Regions from separate parts of the Mus musculus genome. Here region 2 is linked to region 1. Evidence: chromatin contacts called from public promoter capture Hi-C data. All regions are on one chromosome and are shown on one strand. The core of a region is the stretch at or near the end of the contact, and the rest is flanking DNA. Distances in the headings are between cores, read along the strand shown.

Evidence for each region. Promoter capture Hi-C pulls out the DNA fragments that hold promoters and counts their contacts.
Region 2: a contact with region 1 is called in a promoter capture Hi-C map of pre-B cells, with 3 times the contacts expected there. The contact joins the promoter of Slc25a47 here to the promoter of Evl in region 1. A contact is called at or near these places in 2 of 39 promoter capture datasets (the 3T3-L1 cell line and pre-B cells).

Annotation. Positions count from the first base shown.
Region 1 is chr12:108,552,807-108,556,409 of GRCm38.p6, reverse strand. Evl (Ena-vasodilator stimulated phosphoprotein) reads right to left here and starts at 1,690. Exons shown (of 13, transcript NM_007965.3): 1 at 1,197-1,690. The coding sequence starts at 1,201. Gm16596 (predicted gene, 16596) reads left to right here and starts at 792. Exons shown (of 3, transcript NR_045753.1): 1 at 792-1,031.
Region 2 is chr12:108,849,393-108,852,995 of GRCm38.p6, reverse strand. It overlaps Slc25a47 (solute carrier family 25, member 47), which reads right to left and starts at 1,867. Exons shown (of 6, transcript NM_001012310.2): 1 at 1,789-1,867. The coding sequence starts at 1,816.

The sequences.
Region 1 (3,603 bases), core at 441-2,940:
AGAAGAAGCTAAACTGGACAATACTTAAACAGACACTTTATTTAAAAAACAAAAAACAAAAAAACCACCAAACACACACAAATGGACAATCAGTCGCTTTAGTCAACCAGAAACTGCAAATTAAAACCCTGATGGAATGTCACTTCACACTCACCATAATGGCTAAAATTTCACACAGACAATACCAAGAGGTGTCAGGAATTTTTAAACAAGGGCTAGTAAATGCTTGCTGGTATAAAGTGATAACATGATTTTGGGGATTTAGTTCTATCAACTACGACAAAAGATGTACATGTTTTTTATGTAAAAAAAACCAAACAAACAAAAAAACGAAACAAAACAAACAGACAAACAAAAAACCCAACTTACTTGTGGGTAGGGAAACTATCTACTCAATAGATATGAATGCTTTAGGAAGTACACCCACCGGCATATTCATTGCAACGTTAATGGGGAAAAGCTACACACAACTCAAAAGTCTACTAACAGTAGAATGGATACAGTGTGTACTATCTATACTATGCAGGACAGTAAGTAGATAATAGAAACACTATGGACGAACTTCAGAAATATCTTTGATGAAAGTAGGCAGACACAAAAATTACAACAGTGCATTATTTGATTTAAACAGTTCACAGAACAGGTGAACCGAATCTACAATTGGACGCTACGGTGTTTAAGAAAGATGTGCCTAGAAGATAAAATTGCACAGAAAAAAAGAAAAAGAAAGAGAGAAAGAAAACCCGGCATACGCTGCCCCGCGCCCCACCCCACCCCAGAAAGCAGGCTAAGGTTAGTCTGGAAAGGAAGGCTGGGTGCAGCAAATGAAGAGGGCACGCGGGTTTCTGGGTGTTGACAAGGTTCTAGCTGAGTGGCACATCAAAAGCCGTACCTTTTGGGGTTGCACACTCTGAGGGTTGGCAAGAGAAAGGGGACAGGTCAGAAGAGAAAGGTGAAGAGGAGAGCGCCCTAATGGAGAAGAGCTCCGTGCGGATGGCAAAGTGTGGACCGCCGGCGCGGCGCGCGCAGCGGTAAGGCACCGCAAGGCGGGCGCGGCCTCCCGCGGACCCCGCGGCCTGAGCGTCTTCTGGTGCTTGGGCCGCCGGCTGGGGGCTCTGGGGCCGCTTCGATGCCCGGGCACCCCACCCTCCACGCCGGGCGCTCCAGGCCTCGCTGCGCTCGAGGCCCCGACTCACCTCATCGTGGCTGCCGGGCGGGCACGGGGCCGGGGATGAAAGCGCGGCGCGACGGGACGCTAGCGGGGCAGCCGACCCCGGGCGCGGCGGCTCCGCGTCTGGCTGGGCTGCAGGCGGCGGCGGGGGCTCATCTTCTCCGGCGGGCGTCCGGGCCGCTAGCTGCGAGGCAGCGCGGCCGCGGCGGCGGCGGCGGTGGCGACTGACAGCTGGGCCCCGGCCCCTGCCATCTTGGCGGGCGCGCGTGCCCGGGCCGGCGCGTGCGCGTCCCGACCGCCCGCCGACGGGCCGGGGGAGGGGGCGAGCGGCGGGGTCTCGCGGGCGGGAGCGAGCGCGCGCGTCCGCCTGAGACTCGGGGCGGCGGCCGGAGGATGGGGTCCGGGGTGCGGGGTGCACGCGGGGCGGAGGACCCCTCCGCCCGCCGAGGAGACTGCGCGCGCCGACGCCCCTCGGTCGGCGGCCGCGGAGGGAATGAGCGCGCGCCGCAGCGAAGCTCCACACAAAAGGCGCGGGGCTCCGTGGTCCGCGCCTCTAAGAGGGCGGGGCGTGAGGGGCGGGGCAGGGGTGTGGCCCAGGTTCAGAGGGGCGGGGCGAAGCTTTGTGGAAAGGGTGGCTGGGCAACCGGGCCTGGGGGCAAGACGGGGGGCGTGGCCTAAGGTCCCAAAGGAGATACTGTAGCTTAGAGGAATGGGGTTAACTTAGTGAATTCCAGGGTCTTGTCTGCGAGAGAAAGACCGGGGCGACCTTAACGGGAAAGCTTAGGGATCTTAGGTCTAGGAGAGGCCTGGAGGATGGGGTTAGTAGGGAGAGACAAAGCGGAGCTCCGCGGAAAGGGCTGGAGGGTGGTGGGCCTGGGGCCGGGGTTTGGGGCGTTGACCTGGAGCTAGGCGAGCAGAGTCGGGCAGAGACCCCACAGAATCCCTGGTGGTGGAGGAGTTGTATAGAAAAGGGCAGGTGGAGAGGCTTAGGGCAAAGGGTGTGATTTGTGAGGCAAGGCTGAGCGGGGAGAGTGCCAGGAGGCACGTGGAGCCCTACTGAACCGGCTTTCCAGTGCATTCAGAACAGAGCATTATGGGCTGAAAGTTGCAATTTTTAAACGGATCCCTTGCTCTGCAGTACTGTTAGCAATGCCTGAGGTTATAGTTCTCCTAACCTCATGTGTTCCCTTCTTCCTGGGAACCAGATTGGTCTCTTTGTTACAGAAGAGCCTTGTCACATCCTAAGAGTTATGAAAATACTCAGGCCTCAGGTCACCTGAAGGTATTCCAGGTGTCCCCAGGAGAGTCCGGGTTGGTGCACACTTTTATTCCAGCCAGACATTGTGCTTTTCCACCAATCTCCAGGTGTCTGTCCCTGGGGTCTAACAAGTTGTTGCCATTCTGTAACTTGGAGGGAAGAATTAGTTGGTGGGTTTGCTGTAAAGATAGTGTCCTTCCTCTGCACCCCACACTAGAATCACTGACACTTTTGAGGAGAACCCATTTTCCAAAGCCAAGAACCGGTGGCCTCCAAAAAGAAATCTTTTTGAGGCCACATGTTTCAAAAACTGTTTAACTTTTTGTAACATTTTATATCAGAAGAGTGGGAAACACCAAGTTCTTCTACATCCAAGGAATAAAGCCTTCTTTCTGCTTTGCTCAAGAGAGGTTGGCTTCAAATGGCTAGCTGTTAGGGAAAGGGGAAGGGCGGGTGGGGGTAGGGAGAAATGTGAGCAAGTCCCTTTCAGTCTGTTTCCTACTGACCTTGGTGCCTCAACAGATCCTCAGCAGCCTGTAAGGTGAGCTTCGGGATTCCCACCTACTGGATAAACATGTTTGGCATTAAATGTAGGGCTGGTTTAGACAAAGATCAGCAGCCTCCACAGGGAAGCAGGATACAGCAGAGGATGGGAGTGGTCCCTGTCTGTCTTGGCCCGGCCCTTCTGGCAGCTCACGGAGCCCTCTGATGAAAGAAACAGATTGCAGAGACATCCTTGGGACCAGAGCTGCTGGTTTTAGGAATTCACTGAGTGTGGTGGGGACGATGACGTTCCCTCTCTCACAATGCCTGTCCCCTTATCTATGGAAGTACTTGGCAGCGGTTGGCAGGAATGACTGACAAAGGGTGCTGTGTTCCATTCTGGCAAGAAATAAAAATTACCTTTGATCCATTTTGCTCTCACAACTTGAGGTTAGCCTGGGGTTCCTGTATTGACTCACAGATTGAGCTCTTCAGCTTCAGGTGACTCTCCTTAAGATAACGGTGCACAGCTTGAAGAGAGACAGTTTCTACACCACAGCCTTGCAGCCGCCCTTGGGAAGACACCGAGACAGGAGGCATTTGATGGGGTGGGAGGGAACCGTCCCGCAGGCTCTGTGGACCTTAAGAGGCTGAATGAAGCTCACGGCTGTTACAATCCTGCCTGGAGCTA
Region 2 (3,603 bases), core at 618-3,117, 300 kb before region 1:
CAAGCCTCAGTGTTTGTGTGGAAGATGGGGGCAGACACCCCCACATCCCAGGGTTCGGGGAGAGGCACATGCTGAACACAGGTCAAGGCGGCAGCCCAGACCCCTGCCCTGGACGTTGCCTGGAACTGAAGGTGAGTGTGGGACAGTGTGCACCGCTGCTGTGGTGGCATAAACCCCCCCCCCCAAGAGGCCCACGTGTGAGAGGTGGCAGAGCCTGCGGGAGGTCTTTAAGCCACTGGGGGTCATGTCTCAGGAGATTACACAATTGCAACTCCTTGCCATCTGGCTCTCTGTACAACAAAACTGCCTACCATTGCCCTCTAAGCACCCACACAGACCCAGGCAGTGGGCCGCCTGGTGGTCAGAGCCTCGGGCCTGCCACTAAGTAACCATTCCCTGGTCTGAGTGGGTTGGTTACCTGAGGACAGTGGACACAGCTGCTAACTCGTCTTGCAGAGAGGCTGATAATGCCAACCCTGGCTTTGGACCAGGAGATCTACGATGCCTTCCTTGCCCCTCTGCTACTTCTAGAACCAGGGCCTCCATAATACAGCCAGCACAACCTTTGAAGAAACTCAGGGGCCAGTGAAGTGCTTGGGCTTTCTACCCCAGGGTAAAGATCCTAAGGATATTTAATCCTAGCACTTGGGAGGCAGAGACAGGCGGATTTCTGAGTTCAAGGACAGCCTGGTCTACAGAGTGAGTTCCAGGACAGCCAAGACTATACAGAGAAACCCTGTCTCGAAAAAAAAACAAAAACAAAAGATCCTAAGGATGGCAAGACCCATGGGCTAGCAGAAGAGGGAGTTCCTAGGGGCAGGATATAAAGCAAGTGCCTGACAGGAGGCTCCGATACATCTCTTAAACACTTTACCAACTCCTATCCACCCTCAAAGCCATCCTCTCTTAGGCCTCCTTTCTGTGCCTCCGCCCAGAAACATGCTGATCAGGGTCTGCGTCCCATGGCCTTGTTGCTAGGCCCCATATTCCATGGCCTCCTCTAGATCTAGAGTTCTTCAAGGACAGGCTTGGGTCCAAGTCCCTAGGACCGGGGACCCAGGCCCAGCACAGAGCAAGGATTCTCCTGACTAGGACCTTTCCTGTGGCTATAAGGAGGATGTGGCTTCCATGTGACTTCCTGTGACACCAACACTCAGGGGAGCAGCCAGCCTCAGGATGGTGTAGGTCAAGACCCTGGCAGCAGAGCCAAGGCCAGGAGCCATCCTCCCTGAAGCTGAAGCTGGGACTCTCTTTCCTTTCTAGCCCCCAGGCTGTTCCCAGCAGTGAGAAACAGCCACCCACAGCTATCTATTTCACAATAGCTGCAGGGCCAAGGGTGCCTCACTCAAAGTAGCCTCACAGCCTGAGGATCAATGGTGCTCACAGGGAGTCCAGCAGGCAGCCACCTCTGAGGGAGACAGTTTCAGCCGCAGGGGAGCTAGATGTTAGCAGTAGGCCTCAGTGGGCCAGAGAACCATCCGGCTGGGCCTGCTTGACATCTAGCCCCTGCTCCCTGCGAACAGAACTCCTGGGTACACAATTCTTCCCTGGAACCTTCTGTCTCTCCCCAGGACTCCAGCCATCTCAGCCCACAGGGTCAAGTTCCTGCTCCCAAGCCAGGAATCTCTAGACTGGCTCAGCCTCCTGCCTGATCTTCAAGGCTATGTGGTCCGTGCCCATGGATCTGCTCAAACCCTGACTGCACAGGGCTGCCACACACATACACACACACAAGCACACCACCCCAACCCTCCCCAGCCCCTGCGCCCCTCTATCCAAGTCTTATACCTCCAATGGCCCCAGCAACAAAATCCATGGACAGCACAGAAAATGAGAAGGTTTCCGGTGTTACTGCCAATGCCACACTGGCCGGCTCCTACAAATCCTGCAGATCTTAAATACCTGTGAGCAGAGGCGGAGCTAGGGCTGTTTAACAGGCTATTTTGATGCCCACACTCACATGCCCCACAAGGTTCGGGGTGCCAATGACCCGAGCATCGGGAAAGCATGTGAGAGGTCATGGGAGGTAGCCAGCTCCCAGACCTAAGTCTGCCTCTATCCCCAGACTCAGATTAGGCCGGGCTTCCTACTGCTTATGGTGATGGCATAAACAGTGGTCCCTTCGGAGATGTACCCCACTTTACATGTCACCTCCAGCCCTAAAAGGGAGGGAAAGCAAAAGCCTGTTCTCATCATGGAACCACCAAAACCCCAAAGGGGACTTGCCTGAGGCAGGCACTACCTAAGAGCCAATCTATTTGATGGCGGCCAGCCGATGCAGAAAGTGCAGCCTTGTCTCTATGGCTACGGCTGCTAGTTCAGTTCAGGGGCTCAAAGACGCAGGCTGCAGCCCTACAGGGGGCCTTCGAGCCAGAGAGCTGCCAAATGAAGGGAAGGGGCATGCTGACATGGGGCATTCTGCAGTTCTGTCTGAATGACCCTCAGGGCAGGGCATCAGGAGGCCACGTGTCCACCTGTTTTTCTGTTCTCCGTAGGCTGGCCTTGAACAGGCTGGTTTCAAACTAGGGATGACCCCTCGCCCTGACAGTTTGTCTATGTTTAGACAAGTCGTCAGTGCTGGCTGCCACGGCAGAGGGCAGAGGGCAGAAGAGGCCAGAAAGCATCCTGTCCAAGGCCAACCTCGATGTCCATCCTGGCCTGTGCAGGGGCATGGCTCAGCATCTGGTTGGAAGTTGACACTGCCATCTGGCTTTGTGACATCTGGCTTTGTGACAAGATCTTTGAGCTCCCTATAACCTCTGCTTCTGCACCCACAAAATCTGTGCACACACAGAGCAAGCTCCAGCTGGGTTCCTGCAGAATCGCCAGCCAAATTCATTAACAGAAGGTCGAGAGGGAGACGATGGGTTGTCGCTCTAGAGAGGAAGCTGAGCCAGATGTTACACTCAAGAAGCTAGGACCTCGGATAATGAGGGAACCTAAAACACACTATCCACCTAAGAGGACCGAGCCCCTTCAGTCCCATATTGCCAATGGTTAGGGCATCCACCCCAACAGTAGGGCCCAAGACCCCAGTTTACCCCAGACACCTTTCTCTCTCTGCCGATCTTGGTGTCTGTCCTCCATGATCTCAGTCAGGTCCAGCTGCCACTGTCCACCGACACTCCTCTAACTGTGTCATTGTTCTTGGACAGCAGCCCACCTGTCCAGGCTCCTGATGCATGCAACTAACACATGCCAGGTACCAAAGCGTAGGACTCCTCAGTAAACACAACAACCTAGTCTCTGTCCTAGAGACCTGATGTGCTGGAAGTGAAACAGAGAGCCCTTGACAGCCAGGAAAAGCCCAGAGGTGATTGCAAGGACTGGTGTGGGTCAGCAGCTGCTCCCAGCTGAACCCAGCAGCTGCTTGTCGAAGCATAGCAGCTATGACAACCCACAGGAGACTCTCAAAAGAGTGGGCCTAGTAGTGTCCTGCTATTTTTTTTTTTTTTTTTTTTTTTTAGTTTTTTCAAGACAGGGTTTCTCTGTGTAGCCCTGGCTGTCCTGGAACTCACTATGTAGACATGGCTGACCTTGAACTCAGAAATCCACCTGCCTCTGCCTCCCAAGTACTGGGATTAAAGGCATGTGCCACCATTG